Regions from separate parts of the Mus musculus genome. Here region 2 is linked to region 1. A link is a contact called in public promoter capture Hi-C data. All regions are on one chromosome and are shown on one strand. The core of a region is the stretch at or near the end of the contact, and the rest is flanking DNA. Distances in the headings are between cores, read along the strand shown.

Region 1 (6,727 bases), core at 1,850-4,349:
CATATGGGTATCAGGGACTGAGTCTGGTTTCTCTGCAAAGGCAGCAAGTGTTCCTAACCACTGAGCCATCTCTCCAGCCCCCATGTCGTTCTTGTTAACAATGCTCCTAGAGCTTTGGTTTCACCATCTGGAAGAGGTGATGGGACGTCACGGATGGGAGAGTACTCGTGTTTAGGGGTACAAGCCTCAGGTACTCAGCTCCTGAGTGGTAGCCGTCACAGTGTGGGCTTCAGAGGGTCGTAACGCACAGTAGGTAGACCCATGCTTTGCACACAGGAAGCGTACAGGCTTTCAACACTGGGGGCGTCGTCCTTGCAGCTTACCCTCCATACTCTGGGAATCTCACCCGCTTGCCAATTGCAAGGCGCTCACACACATAACAGGCGCTCACACCCAATCCAGAAACTGGGAGGAAGTGGCTTTACCTTTTCGGCAGGCTTGGCAAAGTCGTGTGCCTGGCACAGATCATGGAGCAACCCGCCATCACTATAGAGGCTTCCTTGACCTCAGCTGTGTCATTGACCTTACTAAAACTCCCTGTGGGCTGCTGCTCTCTATGAAGGTTCACTGGGGATGCACATGCTGAAGACCTAAAGGTTGGTCATTGCAGCAGGAAAGAGCCACTGGTGGGGAGTGGCCACCTGACTTCTGTCCCCCCAGCTATGCAGCTGAGTGTTCCTAATTTACAGATGTGGCTCATGGGGGAGGGGCGGGGGAGTGGCAGAGGAGGTCTCAAGATCCCCGAGAAGGGATTCCAGATTTGGAGCTTCCAGGACGTCCTCCACTCCCACAAAGTCCCCGCCCATACCTAGGACCTGGGAAGCTCCAGAGAGAGAAAGAGAGAGAGAGGGGTGGCCCACCTCCAAGGAGCAGATCCCAGCTAACCCCATCTTTAGGCAGTTGTCTGGGGTCCCTCCGAGCTTCTGGGAGGCATAGGGCTCCCATTGTTCCAGCCCCCTCTTGTACCTGACTGGCCAAACCGGTTCTGGGGAAGGGGGGCGGGGAGCAGGCACGTTGAGACAGCCGCCTGCCTCTGCAAGGCTCCCTCCCCCTCGCCTCCCCCCTCCCTGCCCCACACAATACCCAGGAGCTTACATTGCCCGGCCTTGGAGCCATGCTGACATGGTCCTCTGAGGACTTGGCTACAACCCCATTGCCCCCAGGGTGGCCTGGAGCCCTGGACTGTACCAGCAGCTTGACGGAGGAGCTCCCCGGCTGAGGTAGGGCCCTGGGTCAGCAACCGTCCTCCCCTTCCTGTATCCCGAGGGAGTCCTTTGTGCTGTCTGCCTGCTGTTTCTGGCTTCAGTCCATTCTTGCCTTCCTGGGACTTTGCTTGGCTTGGAACCCCCTTTCTGGCCATGACCTCCAACTAGGTTTTGTCCCTTAAGGAACAAGGGAATCTGGCAGGGTCTGTTCCTCTGAGCAGGCAGCCAAAGGGCATGGAGCAGGGAGGGAGGGAGGGCTGGGTACCAGGGCCAGAGGTGCTGTCCCAGACAACAGCAGTGCCTAGGGATGCTCTGGCAACTTGCTAGGCAGGCTGGTTACCCTCTCTAACTAGTAGAGACCATCCCTTGGCCTCTGCCGATCCTTCTCAGCCTGCAGAGACACCTATGAAACAGGTTTCATAAAGGGGGACCTGAGGGTCACCTGTCACATGAGGATACCAAGGCCTGAGGATGGGCTTGGTCAGTGTCAACACAGGACCTCAAACCCTGGTTTCCAGAGGGATCCTTGCTTCAAGAGCTCTAGTGTGTCCTGGGGTCACATCTGGGTACCCAGCCACCTGAAGTCCCTGAGACTTTCATTTTTATATTATCATCAGAGAAGTGCTACCCAGTATTAAACCCAGCTCTGGACCTAAATCACTAACATCAGCGTTGGGTGGTCTGCATCCTGAGAAGCTACTGGGCTGGCGCCCCAGCTTGACAGGCAACTCCCATGTCCTCTTCCTGACACTCTGCTTGGCTTGGAACCCCTGTCTAGCCATGACCTTTCCAGGCCTGAGCACTGTGGAAGCAGACCAGCTTGCCCACCCCTGACACATCTCTTTATCCTGTCTTCCTGAAAGCCCTTAGCTCCTCCTTCAGCCTTCTCCTCTGAGGTCTGAAGATGCTTCTGCCTTAAGATCTGATGTTTTGCTTATTTAACTTCATAAATCATGGTGGACAGGAGTTGTTCTCCGGGGGGCGTGGAGGGGGGATTCTAGGCCCGAGTATGCACTTACACCTAAAAGAGACCTGTGTGCTGGACAGGAGCTGACTCTGCCCCCCTTCTGCTTGCTCCTACTACTGGCTGCTGGCCCAAGGCATCCTCCACCAAAAAGTGAGATGACACTCAGGGGACCGCCTACCAGAGACAAGGCTCACAGTGCCCTGTACCTGAGGCATTGCTGTTAATTCTTGTATTAGCATCAGGAAGTGGGTACCAACTCTCCTACTTTAGGTTGAGTGAGCTACCCAGATTAGTACTTATAGACCTAAGGGACAAGGGCTAAACAAGGGAGTGAGGTACAGCAGTTTTTTGGGAGAGAGCCCCTGAGAAACAGCCAGCCTCTCCCTCAATCCCCCCCAAACTGAGAGAAGAAGCTGGGGTACAGTGGGGAGCCCCAACTCTCATATACCAGACGCACCCTGATGTTGCTGGTTCCGGCCTGGGGTCAATGCTCCATCTTTTTGTACTGAGTCCTTGAGGGTTTGAACCTTGCAACAGTAAGCTGGGATCTCCTCCAGGAAGCCTTCCTGGCATACTGAGACTGGACTGGGCCCAGCCCCCTTCTGTGTTAGTGCCTGTGGTTTGCTTCATGCCAACTCAGATTCTAACAGCTTTTGTTTCGGCTCTTCCACCAGGCAACCCCACTGAGCTATTATTTCTTCACCCCAGTCAGTCTCCCTGTGTTTGTTTGTTTGTTTGTTTTCGGGACTTCTCATCTGCCTGGGAATCTGGACCAGTCTGAGATTTGAGGTGTCTCAGCCTCAGCCTGTCCCCGGGGCCTCAAGGGTCTCACCCTCTGTGGTTTCTCTTCTTCAGAGTCTCCAGAGCCAGTTCCTGAGCTGTTGTCTCTAAGGCCGCCATTTCTCTGGGTCTCCCTCTTATTTCTGCCAGACTGGGCACTGCCCCTTTGGCCAAGGGGCCTCTGCAGGGGTCCTCGCTGCCCAGACTGCCCACAGCGCAACCAGGCAAGTGTAGGCCCCCGCCCAGCCCCAGCCCGCTGCCTGCTCCCTCCCTCTCTTTGCCTCACCACAGGGTTTGATGAATCAAACTCTTTGTCTGGGTGGGATCTCCCCCAGCCAGCTGGGCAGAGACAGGGCTTCCCTGCCGGAGCAGGCAGGCGGCAGCAGCTTCAGCTGAAGAGGTGAGGGGCAAGAGAGAGGCCACAGAGGGCCCAGGGCAGAGGTTTGAGGGTCTTGGACCACTGGGCTCACCATCCCGCCCTGGGGTGCTGGCACACTGCCCAGGGATGGCGTCCTGCCCAGAAACGGCCCATTCTGCCTGGCTTGATCCAGTGTCTGGGAGCTGGAATGGGGATAAACCCCTCAGTCACCCCAAACTGGGGATTGGGCATCTCTCTGCTCTTTCCTGGGAGGGACTAATCTGGGTGGTGGCCCTCCTGCCAGTCTGTGACCCTCCCAGCCAGCTTGGCAAGGCTGTAGGCATCACTCAGCGTGAAGGGCCTCAAGTCTGGGTATGGAAGGGGTTGGATAACTTCAGAATGAGACATTGGGGGCTGTGTGTATCTGCATCCTGGAATGTGCGTACATGCCTGGAACTTGTGTGTGTGTGTGTGTGTGTGTGTGTGTGAGAGAGAGAGAGAGAGAGAGCGAGAGAGAGAGAGAGAGAGAGAGAGAGTAAGAGAAAAATCTAAGCTTGTGTAACAAACTAAACCAAACCAAAAAAAACAAAAAGGATGTGACTGGTGACTGTATACCGGGTACTGGAGTTTGACATGTTTCAAGTTATCTGTGAAACTATGTTTGCCAGAAGAAAATGTGGGTCTGTGTGCTGGAGCATGAATTCGTGTGACAGTGTATGTTATCTGTATGTCTGGTCACATGTCCACATGTGAGAGAATTTCCTAGGTGGCTAAGAACGCAGCTTTGGAAGCCGTGACACCTGTGTGAGAATCCTGGCTCTGCCATTTGGCTCTCTCACCTACAGGCGTCAGTTCCTTAAGTCAGTCGATGGAGATTAAATGAGATGCTATGTGGGTGCTTCCTCATCTGCTAAGTGCTGGTGATTCCTACTGGCGTTTATTAAACAGACATGTGAGTGTATCTGTGTCCTGTGCACATGTGTGCATGAGGGTCTGTGCGGGCCTCCAGGACATGGTGGCTCACTGTCCCTCCCTGTCGTACTATATCTGGGTCTGACACCTTCTCTCCTGCAGGCCCAGGAGGGTGACAGAGTAAAGAAGGAATGGACTGTGGGCCACCTGCAACCCTCCAGCCTCACTTGGCTGGACCACCTGGCACCGCCCGTCGCCCAGTAGCTGTGTGCCAGCAGGAGAGCCTGTCCTTCGTGGAGCTGCCTCCGAGCCGACTGTGTGTGGATCTCTTTCCCATTGCTCCAGAGGAGCTGCAAGCTCCCGGTAGCCGCTGGTCCCTGGCAACCCCTGCCCCTCTCCAAGGACTGTTATGGCCGACGTCCCCAGGAGGCCCAGATACCCATATCGCCTCCACCAGTGGAGGAATGAGACCCGGCAGGGCTGGCAGCTGGCCTCACTGTCCTGGTGCCCAGCCCCCAACTCTGGTGGAACCGTGGAGTTCTCAGCACATGCAGCCCCAACGCAGGGCCAGCCACAGTGGCTCAGAGAAGTCAGCCTGTGAGTCACGATGGGGGGGGGGAGGGGCAGCCAGGGGAGGGACTTGGTGGCTCTTTTTGAACCCTTTAAACTCCGGAATGCCCCAAAAGGCAGGGCAAGTTTTAGGGACAAGGGAAAGATGGCTCATAGAGCCCAAGTGACTTGTCAGGATTACATAACTAGCCTGGCAGCCCCTATTTCCCTGTTCCCTTGTCAGGCCCTCTAGTCTCTATGTAAAGCTCTTGCGATGATCTCATTGCCCTGGGGACCTTATTTTGATGTTCAGGGTCATGCCGCCACAAGGAGGAAGATGGGGCAGACTACAGGGGGTGACAGGTGTTATTTTATCCTCACCCTTAGGGCGCAAGATGCAGGTGTATCATAACGAAGAGGCCACCGGCACCGAGACCCCTACGGGCCTTCTGGAGACTGGCCAGGCTGCGCAAGAGCAGGCTCTGTGTGCTCTAGAGCCCGGGCCCCAGGAGCTTTCTGGGAACGCCAGAGGGGGCCTTGAGGCACCGGAGCGAAGGCGTTTCTCGGCCTCAGAGCTGATGACTAGGCTGCATTCCTCTCTGCGCTTGGGGCGCAGCACTGCCACCAGGGTTCTGACCTCGGGCTCAGGTGCTGGAGCCATCCGGGAAGGTACCAGCTATTCTCCGGGCTCTGAGAGTAGCCTGAACTAGGCAGGCAGGGCACAGCCTACCCACCCGTGTTAAGGTCTTCGGGTGATCAGCCAGGTGCTCCGTGTTGTTCTCTGTATCGCCCAACCCCAGCTCTTGTTTTCTGTAGGGAAACTGCCCGTGAGGGAATCCCGAAGAGCCGAGACAAGGGCGGACAGTGTGTCGCTTCCAGGACCCGTCGATCTAAACGAGGTCCACGGTGGTCTGGTGGAACCCAGGTACCCACCTCTCTCTTGGGGCTCGGGTTGGGGAGGGATGCAAAGAGGTCCTGACGCTCTTTCCTAGGCTGGACACGCAAGACAAGCCGACTCAGGATCCCAGCAGCGCCACTGAGAGGCGCCAGTCCCGCTTCCTCCTTAATTGTACGTGCGAAGATGCTGCGAGGGGCTCTGGGGAGATGGGGGCCGGGGACGTTGGAAACTGGGGATCCCGCTTTGGGGGGAGCTGGGAGGTAGAGACAGTGTGCTGCAAGGAAGAGAATTGCACTCCCAGGGACTAGCAGGTGGGCTGGCGTACAGTTGGCGCCCAATTAGTGTTTCTGGCAAGGGTAAAGAGCTCCCGCTCCCCGCCCCGCCCAGCTGTCCTCTACCAGGAGTACAGCGACGTGGCCAGCGCGCGCGAGTTGCGGCGGCAGCAGCGTGAGGAGGAGGGCCCCGGGGACGGAGCGGAGGGCGCGGAGGAGGGGCCCGGGCCACCGCGCGCCAACCTCTCCCCGAGCAGCTCTTTCCGCGCGCAACGCTCGACGCGGGGCTCCACCTTCTCGCTGTGGCAGGACATCCCCGACGTGCGCGGCAGTGGCGTCCTGGCCACGCTGAGCCTGCGCGACTGCAAGCTGCAGGAGGTGAGGGGCAGGGCTAGAGGAAGGGGGCGGGGATCCGAGAGGAATAAGGGGCTGTCAACGTGGAGAAGGGGTGGGAGAACCTGGAAGAAGAAAAGGACTCAGGAGCCCGTTGGGGAAGCCAAGAGACAGGGCAGACGGGTGGAGCCCAGAACAGGGCGAGGCCAGAAGCAGGTGATGGGATCTGAGGGGAGGTGAGGGGCTGTCAACTTGCAGGGTGGGTCGGTGTGTGTGTGGCGGGGGCGGGGAGACCTGGGAAGGAAAGGCTAGCCGCAGAGCCTGGAGAAATAGACGGGTGGGTCTAAAATGTAGGGAGGAGCCTATGACAAGGGGGTGGGCCAGACGTCCAGTGGCTCAGCCAGACTCGGGGACTGTCAAAGCCCAAAGGGTGGGTGAGACGTCCTGGGAAAG
Region 2 (6,727 bases), core at 2,697-5,196, 380 kb after region 1:
CTGGTGGCACAAGGGTCTCACATGCAGTGGCCTCTGAGGGACACGAAGCCCAGTAGTCCTGATGTAGCCTTGTCTTCGTTGAGAGCATGGTATGGGGGTAGGCAGAGTTGAACTCCAGTCCTGGCTCTGTCATGGCAAACATATGTGGCTCCAGCCAGAGACATGGCTCCCCTCAGCCTCAGTTTCCCCATGCTGAGAGAGGCTCATGTGGTCACACAGTGGGTGGAGGACTGAGGAGCCAGTGCAGCTGAGTGGCTCCCCTAATGGGAATCTTTAAATGTAGGCATTGCTGTGGCCATGAGCTAAGGCATGGTAACCCAGGGGAGAGAAGGGAAATAAAGAGGTGGTGACATGGGGCACACTGGTCCTGGGGCTCAATGGATCCCAGTTGTCCATTGTTCCTTGCCTTCTCCTCCTGGCTTGTGGCAGGGCCTGACTCAAGCTAGCTCTGGGCAGCCAGTCTTACACTGACAGGCCATCACCTCTACCAGATGGCAGGCTTGGTGGTGGGATGAGGGTTGAGTCTAGGTGCCCTGGTGCTGGGCCCTCGCAACCAGTTTCCGAAGCTCATCCCAGAAGAACATGCTAAGGATGGTGTGGGGACCCAAGCGCAGATAGGCAGGGCCTAGGCCTTTGTAGAGTGCCAGGGGTCCCTCCTGTTGACAGGTCTTCACCAGGCAATCAGCGAGGCCCCCATACAGCTGGCCCTGGGGATAAACATGGGGAGAGGGTTGAGGGTCCCAGATGACACAGCCGAGTGTGTCTAGTAGTGTCAGAAGCAGCATCTGTTCCCATACAGGAGGGTTATAGACTGTGCTGCTAATAAAAAGGAGCCTTTGCCTGCAGGCAGATAGCCTCCTTCAGGGCTTGGATACAGCTTGGATATGGAGGCACACAAGCCTTTGTCCTCACACTTCCTATCGATGTTATGACAGAAAGGCCAAAATTCCAAACCCTGTCTCTCTCTCCCTCCCTCCCTCCCTCCCTCCCTCCCTCCCTCCCTCCCTCCCTCCCTCCCTTCCTTGCTTCCTTCCTTCCTTCCTCTCTCTCTCTTTCTCTCCTTCCCTCCCTCCCTCCCTCCCTCCCTCCCTCTCTCCTTTCTTTCTTTCTCTCTCTCTCTCTTTCTTTTCTTTTTCTTTTTGTTTTTTTTTTTTTGAGACAGGGTTTCTCTGTATAGCCCTGGCTGTCCTGGAACTCACTCTGTAGACCAGGCTGGCCTCGAACTCAGAAATCCGCCTGCCTCTGCCTCCCAAGTGCTGGGATTAAAGGCGTGCGCCACCACTGCCCGGTCAACCCTGTCCTTTCTAACGACATCTGGGTGACCTCAGCCGTGTCACTGGACCTCTCTGAGTTGATTTCTTCATCAGGAAACAGAATAAAACCCAAAGAACTTGGGACTTGCCTGTTAATGTGTTGTGAATATGGTGTGTGTTCCCTGGTGGCTCCATGTGTGTGTGTGTATGTCCCTGTTCCCTTTGTCCCCTGCTCACCCTGCCAGCTCTGTCCACTGGCTGATTGTACAGCCGCGTGCTGACGACGTCCAGGGGTGTCATGACTGCAACCACGGCTATACTGCTGATCATGCCACCAGCCAGGGTCACCAGCCAGCTGTCCTCCAAAAACCACTGTGGAGATGGCACAGGCTGTTCACCTTACCCACTGCCTATACTCACCCCTACTGTGCTCTCCCCCCTGCCCCAAGCCCACGAGGGCTGGAAGGGCTGAGCTGGGCAACCAAATCAGACCTCTCCAGCCATTTCCAACTCCCGATGCCAACCCTGCATTCCCTCATGATTTTAGAGTTCACCGATGACCGCCCCCCCCCCAACTCCTGTGGGACACAAAGGCTAGGTCGCAACTATAATGGCAGAGCTAACAACTTTATTTTCTTCCTCCCTCTATACAATCCTTCCTCAAACATGTACATTCTCTCTTGGTTGAGACAGATCTTGCTATGCAGCAGGTGTTCTCCAACTTGCAATCCTCCTGCCTCCACCTTCTAAGTTCTGAGATCACAGGTGAGGATCACTGTCCTAGCTGCAACCCCTCTCCCCTTCCTCCCCTTCTTTCTTCCTTCCATCTTCCTTCCTTCCTTTTCCTCCTCTCTGCCCCTCCCTCCCTTTTTCCTTTTCCATTTTTCCCCTGTCTTTCTTCCTCATGTAGGTAGTAGCATGGGCCTAGGAACGTAAGTGCATCTTGCCATGTTCAACAAGACCAGGTTTTTTTTTTGGGGGGGCCCCATTTGTCACCAACCCTGTGTGACAGAGGCAGGAAACCTCCCATTCCCTGTCTGTGTCAGTGTTCCCAGCTCCTTACCTGTCGATCCTGTACCCAAGCCTTGGCAGAGGTAAAGGTGGCCAGCTGGGCAGCTGAACCTACTGTGACTCGGGGCACAGCCCCACCCACACCCCGCCACAGCCCCAGCATGCCCTGTTGGCGCCAGATGGTCTCCAGGGCACTCAGGACACCCTGCAAGGAGGAGATGGTATGGGTCACTAGAGAGCCACTGCGCCTGCACAACCTGGAGCCCCGGGTCCCGGGGAAGGTATCTTACCTGATGCTGGTGCTGATGCCCCACGGCCATAGTAGCCACTGTCTGAGCCTGCAGCTGTGTCTTGACCTGCAAGTTCAGAGCAGATGGGAGCTCTAGGATAGAGCCTGGAAACTGAGAGGAGTGTGTGTGAGCCCCTCCCCTTGCATAGTATCCCTGACCCCCACATCTGAAGCTCGGAGGCAGTCTTGGTTGGCCAGAGCTCAGTTTTATTATTTTAAAATTTGAGACATTGTGTTTCATCACGTACCTCAGGCTGGCGCCAAATAGGTCTTGTCACCATGACCTTAATTCTGATTTTCCTGTCTCCACCTCTCAAATACTGGGCTTATGGGTAGGCAGGCGGTGCCACGATGCCTGGTTTATGTTGTGTTTGGGAACATACCCAGGGCTTAGTACATGTCAGGCAAACACAATACCAACTGAGCCACATCCTGAGGCCTGGCATACATCTTGGTGGCTCAGGTTTCTTAAGGAGATCTTTGGGACTGTGTTGCCACTCTCAAGGACAGAGTAAAGCATTCAGTGGCTAGACCAGGACACAACAACCCTCTGCTCTGTGGCAGGTTTTATTCTTACTGTATGCCAGGCTCCCTAGGTGCCACCACAGGCAAGCGAGGACTAGAATCTACCTACTCCATAACCTGCTCCCTCTCCCAGCAAAGACCAGTGGACATGGCTCCCAAAGAAGCAAGGGTCAGAGTGAGGGCAGATTTCAGGTCTGAGCCAGATATTCCCAGCGAACAGTCCCCTCCCAAACTGACACGCCCAACCCAGGGCCACAAAGTCCACTGGTCACGTTGGCCACGGAGCTATAAAGGAAGGAGAAGACACTTACCAGGTAAGCAGGACTCCCCACGAAGGCCCCCAATGCCCCAGCCGCAGCGCCTGCGACCACAGTGCCGCCTGGTTGTTGGGTGAGGCCAGCCTGGCATGCCAGGCTATAGCAGTAGAAACGGACACCATTCATGAGGCCCTGGTAGAGAAGGCCAGCAGCCAGCCCCTTCTGCAGGCCCCATAGCCCATCTGCCCGGGCCACGGCTGCAACAGAAGACACAAAGCCCCGGTAGGGCCGTGGGTAGGTGCCTGGGGCCTGCAGTTCCCCCTGCAGTTGTAGACGGGTCTTTACCACTTCCAGGGGGTTGGTGAATACACAGGCCAGGCAGCAGGCTGAGGCACCCAGCACCAGGTCCACAGCCGGGGACACCATCTCCCTCGAATCCATGGCAGGAGCCATCTGTGCCTGAGTTGGCTTCATGGCACAGGCTATAGATGGTAGTCTCTAGGCAGTCTGTACCTCTGCATGGTCACAGGGCTGGGGATCAAAGGGGGCCAGCACCATGTCTAGAGGGCAGAGATCCTGCCACTGGCTGGTGGCCCCTGGTTGTCTTGGAACTCCACCTGCTGTTCATCAGCAGGGCTATGGGAATCTGGACACACCTCCTCTGGCTCAGACCAATCCCAGCTGCTGCTGGCCAGGGCGGGCCTGGGCCATGGGATCTGGAGGAAAGGTCACTTGTGACTGGAAGGACAGTGGGCAGGAAGAAAGAGCCAAGCTAGAGTAGGGGAGGGCACCCCTCCTTGTCCTCTAGACTTCCTGTTCCATCTCCTGTCCCTGTAGGGCTCCAGCTAAAAGCCCTAGGCTTGTGGTGTCTTGGCTGTAAGCGTGGCCAACCAGCAACTGTGCCGTTTTAACCTCTGCCAGATTATAGCCCTATTCTCTCTCATCTCTCTCAAAGGTTTATTCACTTAATATCTTTTTTCTTTGAAGCGAGGTCTCTCTATATAACCCTGGCTGGCCTGAAACTAGCTATGTAGATCAGGTGGCCATAGACGCACAGAGATCCGCCCGCCTCTGCCTCCCCAGTGCTGGGATTAGAGTTGTGCGCCACCACACCCGGCTTTACAGTTCAACAGGAGTGAATGCAAGGGAGGGCCTCAGAGCCCTGCAGAGCCATGGGTGAGATCGTTCAGTTTCCTGTGATGGTGTCTCTCTCTCAAGGACTCACTGTGCTGCCCGGGCCACCTCCAAACTGGTGACTGGCTCCACTTGCCTCTGCCCCCCCCCCCCCCCAGTGCTGGCAACACAAACCTGGCCTGCTTTGTCTCTTACGTTCTTATGTTTTGCCTACATGTGTGTGTGAGCCTGGTGTCCATGGAGGTCAGAGAGGACGCTGTATACTCTGGAACTGGAGTTACACACGGGTCTGGGGGCTGAGCTACCATGTAGGTGGGTGCTGGGAATTGAACCCTGGACCTCTGGAAGAACAGCTAGTTCAGTGCTCTAACCACTGAATAATTTCTCCAATCCCGTTAATTTTATTTTATTTTAAGACAGGGTTGCTCTGTGTAGCTTTGGTGTCCTGGAACTATGGAGATCAGACTGGCCTGGAACTCACAGAAATCTGCTTGCCTCTGCTTCCCAAGTGCTGGAGTTAAAGGCATGCACCAGAAACACCATTGATGTGAATTCCTTTTTTAAAAGACAGAGTCTCTCTAGATAGCTTAGGTTATCCTGTGTGTGTGCATGTGTATGTGAGAGAGGATACACACATGACAGACACTGAGGGCAACTTTAGGGGCCATTATTTTAAAAAGGGTCACTTGAACACAAATCCTGCCCCACCCCCAGTCGATGTGAAAGCCAGGTGCCTAATGGTGTACGCAGCAGAGACACTCGACAACCGGATGAGCCACATCTGTGCAGGCCGCACACAGTATGCAAACCAGTGTGCGTATTTAAAAACCGTACAAGTGCTTAGCTCTAGAATTTTCCGTTTCCTGGTTTCACCACTCGTGAGGGAAGGTAACCTCTGTGGAGATGGTGCTGCACAGGAGGGGAGGGGAGAGTCCAGAAAGGCCCCGGGAGAGTGACGTGTCAAAAGCCTGCTGCACCCAGTGGAAGGTGGTCCACACCCCTCCTGTGGCCCGACTTCTAGTGCCTCAGTTACGCTCACCCCAAACTGCAGAGTCCCTGTTTGGGATGAAATGGAATGATGAGGGCCCCTAGGGGAGTAAACCTGGTGGCTCTAGCCATTTACCTTAACAACCAAGCCACCAGGCTCCCTCTTGTGGTGGCCCTGCAGGAAACCGGAAGGCACAGGGACTTCCAGGCCCTTCCTCCTCCAGGCAGCAGAGCAGAGTGGCCAAGGCCAACCTGGGGCTGATTCTTCTCCCTCTCCCTCTTTCTCTCTGTGTGTCTCTGTGTATGTATGCCCGCCCAGACAATGGCGATGGGGAGGGGGTGGGACGCTCCTCCACCCCCCTCACACCGAAAGAGGGTCAGCGACAAGTCTCAGCAATATAACATCAATTTTATTTTAAAAAACAAAACCCAATCCACCTGACCTGTCCCTCAAGGGACCTAACAGAGACCTCAAGAAGGGCCAGCCCCAGCCAAGCAGGGGTTGGTCGTCAGATGTCAAAGAAGCCACCACGCTCATGGGCTCCGCTCCTCTCTCTGACCCTCTCCTTTGCTCCTGGCAAGAGGAGCCAACTGACCCCTGGTTCTACAAGCTCTGCTGTATTTGAGGAAGAGGAGAGGCGGGGCTGTGGACATGCAGGGCCTCCTGGCAGCCCTGGAGGGCTGCGGGCTGGGCCCAGGCTGTGCATGGGGTGGATTTGTGAGGGGGGCATGCACAGATCCCTAGTGTTTGTCTTTCTTTGTGTGATTGGGACACTGTTCAAAAATGAACAAGGGTGGCTGGGCACTCAGGACCCCCCAGGGGGCCCTGACCATCCGCCCAGGCCCCTGACCCAGGAAAGGAAGATGGCGCACCCACCCTCCCCGTCTCTTTGCTCCCTCTTAAATGTATGTTGTCATTCTCTCTGTCACCCTGAGCAGATGGTGAGGACTCAATGGTGGCCAGGGGACACCAAGTGTCTACAGAGCCCACAGGGCTCAGACCTTCTGCCCCAGTGACCGCTAGTCACTACCAGTGGGCAGGGTGCCTACGGTGCCAGGCACTGACTCTGAACTCCTGTCTCTAGCCGCACTATGTGGTTCTGCCGCCCCAAGGCAGCAGTGGGCTGTCGACCCCCGGCCCCGAAACACCACAGTGGGACAACGCAGTGCAGAAGTCAGTCAGCCTGCCTCCTTCTGGTCTGCCCACAGTGCTGCCCAGCCACGCCTCAGCACCAGGGGTCCCGGGAGGCCCTGCCGCGGCAGAGACTGTC

Evidence for each region. Capture Hi-C pulls out chosen DNA fragments and counts their contacts.
Region 2: a promoter capture Hi-C map of adipose tissue shows a contact between it and region 1. The contact joins the promoter of Slc25a34 here to the promoter of C630004L07Rik in region 1. A contact is called at or near these places in 1 of 39 promoter capture datasets (embryonic stem cells), 4 of 115 datasets of contacts at active chromatin or transcription factors (astrocytes, embryonic midbrain, kidney and 1 more) and 3 of 9 other capture datasets (adipose tissue, embryonic stem cells and liver).

Annotation. Positions count from the first base shown.
Region 1 is chr4:141,241,791-141,248,517 of GRCm38.p6, forward strand. It overlaps C630004L07Rik (RIKEN cDNA C630004L07 gene), which reads right to left and starts at 3,100. Exons shown (of 2, transcript NR_165245.1): 1 at 3,005-3,100. Arhgef19 (Rho guanine nucleotide exchange factor (GEF) 19) reads left to right here. Exons shown (of 18, transcript NM_001379647.1): 3 at 3,028-3,176; 4 at 4,385-4,819; 5 at 5,159-5,440; 6 at 5,588-5,696; 7 at 5,764-5,840; 8 at 6,057-6,319. The coding sequence starts at 4,414. It overlaps Gm52686 (a long non-coding RNA gene), which reads right to left. Exons shown (of 2, transcript XR_003955161.1): 2 at 6,170-6,399.
Region 2 is chr4:141,619,888-141,626,614 of GRCm38.p6, forward strand. It overlaps Slc25a34 (solute carrier family 25, member 34), which reads right to left and starts at 3,947. Exons shown (of 5, transcript NM_001013780.1): 1 at 3,390-3,947; 2 at 2,555-2,620; 3 at 2,317-2,469; 4 at 1,491-1,625; 5 at 1-707. The coding sequence starts at 3,809. The coding sequence ends at 525. It overlaps Plekhm2 (pleckstrin homology domain containing, family M (with RUN domain) member 2), which reads right to left. Exons shown (of 20, transcript NM_001033150.2): 20 at 5,848-6,727. The coding sequence ends at 6,683.